Regions from separate parts of the Ovis aries genome. Here region 1 is linked to region 2. The links are chromatin contacts, called in public Hi-C maps. All regions are on one chromosome and are shown on one strand. Each heading gives the region's core, a stretch centred on a gene start, on an enhancer-like site or on the middle of the called end of the contact. The rest is flanking DNA. Distances are from core to core; before and after follow the strand shown. Region 1 holds the start of LOC121818810. Region 2 overlaps RAD23B (RAD23 homolog B, nucleotide excision repair protein).

Region 1 (4,389 bases), core at 168-2,667, 45 kb after region 2:
GGAGGAGAAGGGGAAAACAGAGGATGAGATGGTTGGATGGCATCACCGACTCAACGGACATGAGTTTAAATAAGTAAGCTCTGGACAGGGAGGCCTGGCATGCTGCGGTCCACAGGGTCGCAAAGAGTAGGAAACGACTAAGCGACTGAACTGAAGATCCCCGACATCCACCAAAACTGAATCAATTATTTTGAAAAATACAGACGGGCAGAAAGTTGCTACTGTAAATACAGCACTGTGACAACCTCAAAGGTGTACAGACTCACACTTCCAGAACACAAGAAGTAAGTTTACACTGAATGGCAATTTTTAGATCTTGGCATAAAGTTGTACTGATTTCAACACAGTGGCTTTTTGCAGTCACAAATACAGAGGATGACATGAGAATTTAACAGGTGAAGTTAAGAGTCGTTCAAGAGTTTACAGAAGAGAGTCAGAGTTTTTATTTTCTTTATTTCTCCTCTGAAAGGCTATTATTTGGGGGTTGGGTGCAGACTTCCGATCCTACAATTTCAAGGCTTCTAACACAGGGAACTTGCTAATCTGGAGTTAAGTTTGCGCCTGGATTTATTGGAAGGGCTCTAATGCAACAACCTTCACCACCAAAAAGGCCTCGAAGTGCAATCTACGTATGGGTGTGGGCTGGGTGGCGGGAGAACTGCTGCGAAACGATTCAAGATTTATGCAAATAAAATGGTCACCAATTCTGCGGGGAAGAGGGCAAAAAAGGCATTTTCACCACCCCTCGCACTCACACTCTGCGGCTGACGGAACCTGATACCATTTTATTTAAGGCTCATTATCTCCAGTTACCACCTCCAAGACCTCAGCGCCTAACCAGGTCCACGCAGGGATAGTGGCGACGCCTACCTCTCCCTCCCTAACCTGTGCACCCACACCCCGGAGCGCAGCTCGACCGCCCAGGCCACCCTGACCTCCCCTCCCCCTCTGGCCCCTCCACCGAGAGCGCCCAGGCCGAGGCCTCCGGTGCCCCGCTAACGCGTGCTTCACGCCATATGCCACTCGGGCTTCGGTGTCCGACCACTGCTTCCCCGCACTCCTGCCACAAAGCCCACAGCCCACCCTGAAGGTCCAGTGGGCCGCACGCTGCCGGGTCCCTGGCCCTACCCGCGCCTGGAACCCGCAGGCCTCATAAGCGCCCGGGTCCCTAGACCCCCCGCTCGCCATGCCCTCTCGGGTGCACCGCGGCTCTACCCGCTCAGGCTGCGCTCGAAGCTGAGGTCGGGGCCCCGCACGCGGTCCCGCCGCGCCACCCCCAGCCCAGGCCCTCCCGGCCCCTCGCGCGGACCGCCCCCGCTCCGTGCCGGGCCCAGCGCGCCCCGCCGCACTCACCGTCTCGTCGGGGTCGATGTCGATCTTGAAGGTCTGCTGCTGGAGGGTCTTCAGGGTGACCAGCATGGTGCCGTCGCGCAGCTCGGCTGCCGGGCCTGCTCCGGGTGCTGGCCGCTGGGCGGGGTCTGTGGCCTGGCGGGGCCCCGGGGTCGCCCGCGCTCCTCGCGCACTCGGGAGGAAGGCGGTGGGGGTGGGGGCTTGTCACATTCGCCCTGCAGAGCGGCCTCTCCCCCAGCCCTGGCTCCCGGCCGCGCCGCTGCCTCCGCGACTGCGGCCTTCCTCGCGAGCTCGGGCCGCCGTGCTTCCTCACGCGCCCGGTTACCAGCCACTGGGTCTGTAAGAAGCGCGAGGGGCTCTGCGAGAGCAGCAGAGAATCCGCTAGCTCACCACAGGCTGGTGGCCGCCATCATCGTGACTCGCCGAGACGCGCCCTCCCCCCACCACCCTAAAAACCTGGGGGGGATGGGGCCGGGACGGCGGAGCGCGCAGGCGTAGGGTGCGGCGAGGCTGTGCGCAGGCGCAGGCAAGAACTCCGCCCCGGAATTGGGGCGGGGCGGATTGCCGCTCTGGAATGTCGGCCGCCGGGATGGCGCGTGCGCAGGCGCAGTCAGTGGGCGTCTCGTGGGGGCGCTCCGGGCTTCCTCGTCGCGTCTGTTTCTGGGGCCTTCTCCCGCCCGCTGTCGCTCCGCCTACGTGCAGACTCCGCCCGGTTGCCTGAGTTGCGCAATCCGTAGCCGGGGAAGCGCTACGTGGAGACAGGACAGAGTGGCTGGCGAGCCTTGGAACTGGGGAACTAGAGGGCGGTAGGTCGGGGCGAGGTTTAAGTGAAAGGGTTGCGGGCAACCAGCGTAGAGGGCCAGCGCTTGCAGGGCGCTTGCTGTGTGGCTGAAGCCTTGTGCTGGGATTCATTTACCCTGAGAACACTGACTTAAGCGCTAGACGATGTTAGTGGACCTTGCGCCTAAATATAAGATCAAGTTATATCACTTCCCCAGGCAGATCTGTCCAATGGCACCTCATCTCATGAGTAAAAGTCAAAGTTCCTAGAGCTGGGTACACAGCCCCTACCTCTTACATCTTATTCTCTCGGCTTGCACTAGACGTTGTTGGTGGATGTTCAGCAAATGCTCTCAACCTGAGAGTCTACCTTCACCCTTGCTGTTTCCGCTTCGAGTCCACTTTTCCTCTATACCTGGGTGGCTCGACTTCTCACTTCCTTCCAATCTTTGCTCGGATGTCGCCTTCTCAGGGAGATCGACTCTGGATACCCGACTTAAAACAGCAACTTCCCTAGTTCCCTTACCCTGCTGTGTTTTCTATAGCACTTCAGTTCAGTCGCTCAGTCGTGTCCGACTCTCTGCGACCCCATGGACTGCAGCACGCCAGGCTTCCCTGTCCATCACCAACTCCCGGAGCTTACTCAAACTCAAGTCTATCGGGTCGGTGATGCCATCCAACCATCTCATCCTCTGTCGTCCCATTAATACATATTTATTGGGTTTATCATCTTTCTCCCTTCAGTAAATCACAGGCAAGCTGCACAGAGATTTTGTGTTGGGTGATGCACCCCTAGCACGAAGAAACATGCCTGGCGTGTAATGCAGGCACAGTAAATATTTTTGGAATCCATGAATGTGCGCTCGGTTTCTCATCAGTAAAATGGGAATAGTAATAGCACTCAATTTCATTGATTATTGGAGGGGAGTGTTGAATAATGTATGTAAAACCTTTGTACCAGGAACGCACAGAGTTAGCAGCCCATAAGTAGATAGCTATTTGTAGTATGCCCATTTCAGATAAGAAAACTGAAGTAAAGAGATGATGAGTAAGGTACCTGGAGTCACCCTCCTGCAGGTCCAGAATCTGAATCCAAGCAGAATGACTCCAAAGTCCATGCTTCTAGGTGCGTGGCATTCATCTCTCTTAATTACGTACCTTACTGCACATTTAGGGGCTTCCCTGATAGCTCAGACGGTAAAGAATCCGCCTGCAATGCGGGAGACCAAGGTTCGATTCCTGGGTCGGGAAGATCCCCTGGAGAAGGGATAGGCTACCCACTCCATTATTCTTGGACTTTCCTTCTGGCTCAGCTGGTAAAGAATCCGCCGACAATGCAGGAGCCTTGGGTTCGGCTGCACATTTAACTTAAAGTAATTCAAATGCCAAGATACAGTTAGGTCACTAGCTGTATAACTAATTGCAAATTACCCCCACTGTACCAGCGTCCTCACTGATAAAATGTCACTGCTTGGTTTTCTGTGGATTCTAGGAGCTCAAGTCTAATTCTTCCATGGAACTTTGAGTGACCAACCTCCCTCTCCACTAACCTGTAGTCCTGTTCAGACCACACATCTCCCTGTATTGTAATTCAGCATCTAACCCTCCACCCTCTGTCTTTCCCTATATCTATTGTTAGTCAGAGGGTGATCTCATCTTATCTCTTGTTTTGAAATACCTCTCTCCTGGACTTTGCCCCTTAGCTATCGTTAGCTGATTGCCTGCGGAGTATCTTTTTAAAAAATATTTGTGTATTTAGCTGTGCTGGTTCTTAGCTGCGGCACATGGATCTTTGGTTGCAGTGCACAGGCTTAGTTGCCCTATAGCATGTGGGATATAAGTTTCCCAGATCAGAGATGGAACTCGCCCCCTCATTTGCAAGGCAGTTTCTTAACCACTGGACCACCAGAGAAGTCCCAACACAGTATCTTGACTTGAAATATAATTAGCCTCTGAGACTTAACATGGCCAAACAGAACCATTGACCCCTTCTGGGCCTCTCTTCCCCCTGAATCCTGTTCTCCCAGTTTCCCCCGATCATAGTTTGTGGCACCGCCATCTACCCACATGCTTAAACCAAAAGACTAGTCATTGTGCCTGATAAGTCTCTTCCCTCTCTTCTTCCCGGCACCAGTCACCACATCTAATCCATTATCACGTCCTACCAACTTTCTTCTCCAAGTTATAGCCCCAAGTCAGCCATTTCTCACCATTTCAACTTTTAAAACCCTAGGCTAGTCCATCAGTATCTTTCATTTC
Region 2 (4,510 bases), core at 1,972-4,471:
TATTCACAGAAAAGGAACAGACTCACAGACATAGAAAACAAATTTTTCATTACCAAAAGGGAAGAGGTGGTGGTGGGGGGCAGGGATAAATTAAGAGTGTGGGATTAACAGATACAAAGACTACATTTTGGAAAATAGTAGAATGGGAAATGTGAAAAAGTATATATAAAGTATATTACGTATGTGTATACATATATACCTGAATCACTTTGCTGTACATCAGAACATACCACTGCAAATCAACTGTACTTCAATAAAAGATAACTTGTTAAAAAAAAAAGGGAGGGGAATACCAGTGTGAGCTCATGTCCAGCATCTGTGTGTAGGCATAGGAGTACAGATGTCATGTTTGCTATGTGCATTTATTTTCTCCGTGTCTACTGAAATGCCTGGGAGCAGTGAGACTCCAGTAGCGTTGGTTTCTACATACAATCTGCATGAAAGGGAACCAGAGCTTCCTGCAGAAAGTGGCAAACTCCAGGACTGCTGCACAGAGACCACCAGGTCGGTCAGAAAAGTTCACTCCGGTTTTCCCCAACTATCTGGCCAACCCAGTCCAAGAGCCTGAAATATATTATTGTGTGAGAAAGTAAGGAAATACTTCAAAGAGTGATAAGGACATGCCAAACACAGACGCTAGCTTTTAAGAACAAAACCAACGGGACAGTGACTGCCCTTGCAGTCCAGCGGCTGAGATTCACTTTTCAGTGCAGGCGGTGGGGGTTCCATCCCTGGTCGGGGAGCTAAGCCCCCACATGCCTCATGGCCCAAAACACCAAAACATAAAACCAACAATATTGTAACAAATTAAAAGACTTAAAAAATGGTCTACGTCCAAAAAAATAAATCTTAGAAAAAAACAGGATAATTTGAGCATCAATATAATGATGGATTATATGCTACAGTTCATGAGGTCGCAGAGTCGGACACGACTGAGCGACTTCACTTTCACTTTTCGCTTTCATGCATTAGAGAAGGAAATGGCAACCCACTCCAGTGTTCTTGCATGGAGAATCCCAGGGACGGGGGAGCCTGGTGGGGTGCCGTCTATGGGGTCGCACGGAGTTGGACACGACTGAAGTGACTTGGCAGCAGCATATACTAGTGAATAAAACAGGAATAGAGTCCATACAGGAAGGAAGATTACAAAGGAGGGACAGAGAATGCCAGAATACAGGTGAGTGCTAATTCATAAAAGATGAAGAAACCACATCATTTGGAAAGGGCACAGCAGTACTTTTTCCAAAAATGCATAATTTGAGTCTAGTCCTGAGGAAACACCAAACATAAATTGAGGGACATTGCATAAGACAAGCACCTTGTAATCTCAAAAAAAAAAGAAAAAAGTTAGGCTCCCAAACATCAAGGGAGGCCTGTGAAACAGTATAGACTGGAAACCAACTAAACGCATGTGTTCTTCTCGACTGAGGCCTTCTGCTATGGCAGACATCACTAGGACAACTGCAACACATAAGTGGGTTTGGGGAAGTAGTGGGTGGGTTTAATTGGGAGCTTTTTGTGCTGTTCCCACAATTTTCTCTAAGTCTGAAATTGTGTAAGGATGAAAAACTTAAAGGTTCTTTGCAAAAATGCAAACATAGCATAAAATTTATAACCCCAAAATTTTACCAAATAACCAAATAACCAAATTATTTTAAAGTGGAGATAAATATTACCTTAAATGATTATCAAACAAGCAGAAGCAAACTTATTGACCAAAAAGAAATTTGAAAACAAAAACAAAGGAAACCACACAAAATGCCACCATCAATAGGACTGAAATGTGAAAAAGCTGCCAAGAAAAACAAAAAATCACTTCAGGGTTCATAAAAGCATCCCTTGCCACACCCAAGTTCTTTCATTCTCATCCAATTTTTAACCAATTTTGAGGTAACTTATTGTGTTCTTCTAATCTATTGTTGGCAAATAAAACCCAGCTGATTTCTGTGATTTACTGCCATACAGTCTAAGAAAGAATTCTGAGACAAATTTGGACTTTGTCATAGAGATGGAAGATGTCAGTAACAAAACTCAGGATCCACATCGAATATCCTTTGAGACTTAAGGTTGCAGTCCAACTAGCAGTCCTGGCAGACGCAGGCTTTAGGTGTGAAAGGCCACTGGCAGGAAGCCCATCTGGAGCCGGTGTAAGTGTGGAAGTGCTCAGCTCTCGTCACAGAAACACTGGAGAAAATTGGCGTGGCTCCTTGGGAGGCCAACCTCGCCAGGTACCTGCAGACCACCTCATGGTCTGGAGAGGAACACTATCTACAAACATTTGTAACTCATCCTGAGCCAGGTGAGAAGAGAGGATGAAAACCTAATAGCGCAACAAGAACAGAAAATAAGTTTGCGTGAGACAGGAGGCAGAGGTCTGTGCTCCAGCTACGCGGTACCCGTTAAAGGATCCATTAGTATCCAGTCTCTGTGCAAACTGAGCTCAATGGCAAAGATCATCACGTTTCCATTCACTGTGGAATCCACAGCACATGTGAAACAAATTCATCACCAGTGATGTTTCTTTGGTGCTCCTAGCCTCCTCTTCACAGTGCAAACCCTTCTCGAGGGACCACGTTTGTCATATTAACTGTATGATAGGGAAGATCTTTTATAACCAGTTGGTCACCACTTGCTGCAGCTCCCCAAACGTCAGTGCACAGCACTCTCTTCCCTAGCGAGTCCAAGCTTTGCTCCCTACCTCCCTGTCACCGTTACCCCCCAACCACCCACACAGTTCAGGTTCAACTGCTCTCTCCCTCCAGGGCTCCACTCACTCTTCCAGCTGTGGTTAAGATCCTGCCTCTTACCGACCCAAGTCTGATCCCAGGGCCCAAGGATTCCCAGATGCATTCATTCGACTTTTCTGTTCTGATTGAGTCATCACTATGCCAAGTGCTTCTGACACCGCTTCATGCTGAATTTTGGACTTCTCTGGTGACTCAGATGGTAAAGAATCTGCCTGCATTGCAGGGGACTCAGGATTGACCCCCTGGGTCGGGAAGATTTCCCTTGGAGAAGGGAATGGCTACCCACTCCAGTATGCTTGCCTGGAGAATTCCATGGTCAGAGGAAACTAGTGGGCTACAGGCCATGGGGTAGCAAAGGGTTGGACACACTGAGAATAGCACTTTCACTTATTCATTTGGTGCTTTAGTTATCTTACTAAAGCACAACGAATAGTACAGCAATAGCGAAGAATAATTTTAGACATCACGTACATGCCAGACTAGCACACCCAGGCGCTCCTCCCTTCGGTAATGAGTACGTGGGGGTGATAGCACAGCTCTGAAAGACGCCATGGTGGTCACAAGCAAAGCAAGCTGAAGTTAAGACCTCGAGAGGCCAAGAATGACAAATAAAAGGGGGGAAAAGCGTCAACATGTAACATGATGGGCCTAAGTGCAATCTAAGGACGGAAAACTTTCTGTAAAGGGCCATAAGGTATTTAGGTTTTGCTGGCCAGTCTTTGTGGCAACTATTCAAAAGCAAACCTCTTTAGCACAAAAGTAGCTGCTTATAGATAATATGTAAATAAAGGAGCATGGCTGTGTCCCAAGAAAACTATGGGCACTGGAATTTGAATCTTTTCACCTTTTTGTAAACGAAACACTGAAAACTGTAAAGGCCATTCTTAGCTCGTGGCTCATAGAACAGGCAATGAGCCAGATCTGGCTCATGAGACTGCAGTTTGCTGGCCCCTGGCTTAGAACAAAGTGGAACAAAATGGACAGTGGGAAGTCAACTGGAAGAACACACTGTACCTGAGCTGCACAGCCAGGCAGTTCAGCAGAACACAGATGTGGTCAGGAAGGACTCCTGGGAACTGCTTGCTTTGGAATACTTTGCAGCTATCTCAGGCTAGCTGATGTAAGAGAAATGAAGAGAGGTTTGGAAAAGGGAGAACTCCCTGAAATCTCTAAAGCCCCCATAAACTTTGATATATACGTTCTAGGAAGTGTCCCATCTCTGTGTTGATGTTTTCACTGTGAACACAAACAGGAGACCCAATAAAACCGACCTAGTGCTGGGCATTCCACACTCTAATTCACCACCAACCAAGAAAACAGAAGGATCAGTGACGGGGCACTGTCCATTTCCAATCTAAGATTCTATATAGTAAAATCATTTTAAAAAATGAGAAATGCCATGTTGGATATATTGAAAATATTTTATAATTAATTCTCTAGAATCCTAGCCATTGAGTACAGGAGAAAAAAAATCATATGGTGGAACACTTCAGTATTTTTAAACAATGTAAAAATATATTTGACTAGACGGCAGTAAGAATTTAACAAGTATAAACTTAAGCTTCTTCAGGTCTTCCACAGAGCAACTAAACAATCTACAGATTTCAAGAAACAGATGACAGAATACCTCCAATGCAAAAGTTCCAAAGTCATGGAGCCACTTAGATTAAGAGATTCACCAAAATGTTTATAAATTAAAAGATAACAGCAAAAGGTCACATAAAGCCTATTACTTTCATGGTGTCATGGCTGATTCTTTCTGC

The links. Hi-C and Micro-C count contacts between places; a contact is called where the count stands out from the background.
Region 1: a contact with region 2 is called in a Hi-C map of liver, with 2.4 times the contacts expected there. The contact joins the promoter of LOC121818810 here to the enhancer-like site in region 2. A contact is called at or near these places in 2 of 16 Hi-C or Micro-C datasets (liver and muscle).

Annotation. Positions count from the first base shown.
Region 1 is chr2:15,851,903-15,856,291 of ARS-UI_Ramb_v3.0, forward strand. LOC121818810 reads left to right here and starts at 1,418. Exons shown (of 4, transcript XM_042244821.1): 1 at 1,418-1,471; 2 at 1,572-1,745; 3 at 1,849-2,156. The coding sequence starts at 1,418. It overlaps RAD23B (RAD23 homolog B, nucleotide excision repair protein), which reads right to left and starts at 1,774. Exons shown (of 11, transcript XM_060410812.1): 1 at 1,354-1,774.
Region 2 is chr2:15,805,135-15,809,644 of ARS-UI_Ramb_v3.0, forward strand. It overlaps RAD23B (RAD23 homolog B, nucleotide excision repair protein), which reads right to left. Exons shown (of 11, transcript XM_060410812.1): 11 at 4,150-4,510. Among named protein-coding and RNA genes, the nearest start is that of RAD23B, 46 kb to the right of the region's middle. Within about 2 kb of position 3,222, at least 8 of the 54 cell types and tissues checked have an H3K27ac peak or open chromatin away from gene starts, as enhancers often do. A contact at or near this core is called in liver, where this site is marked.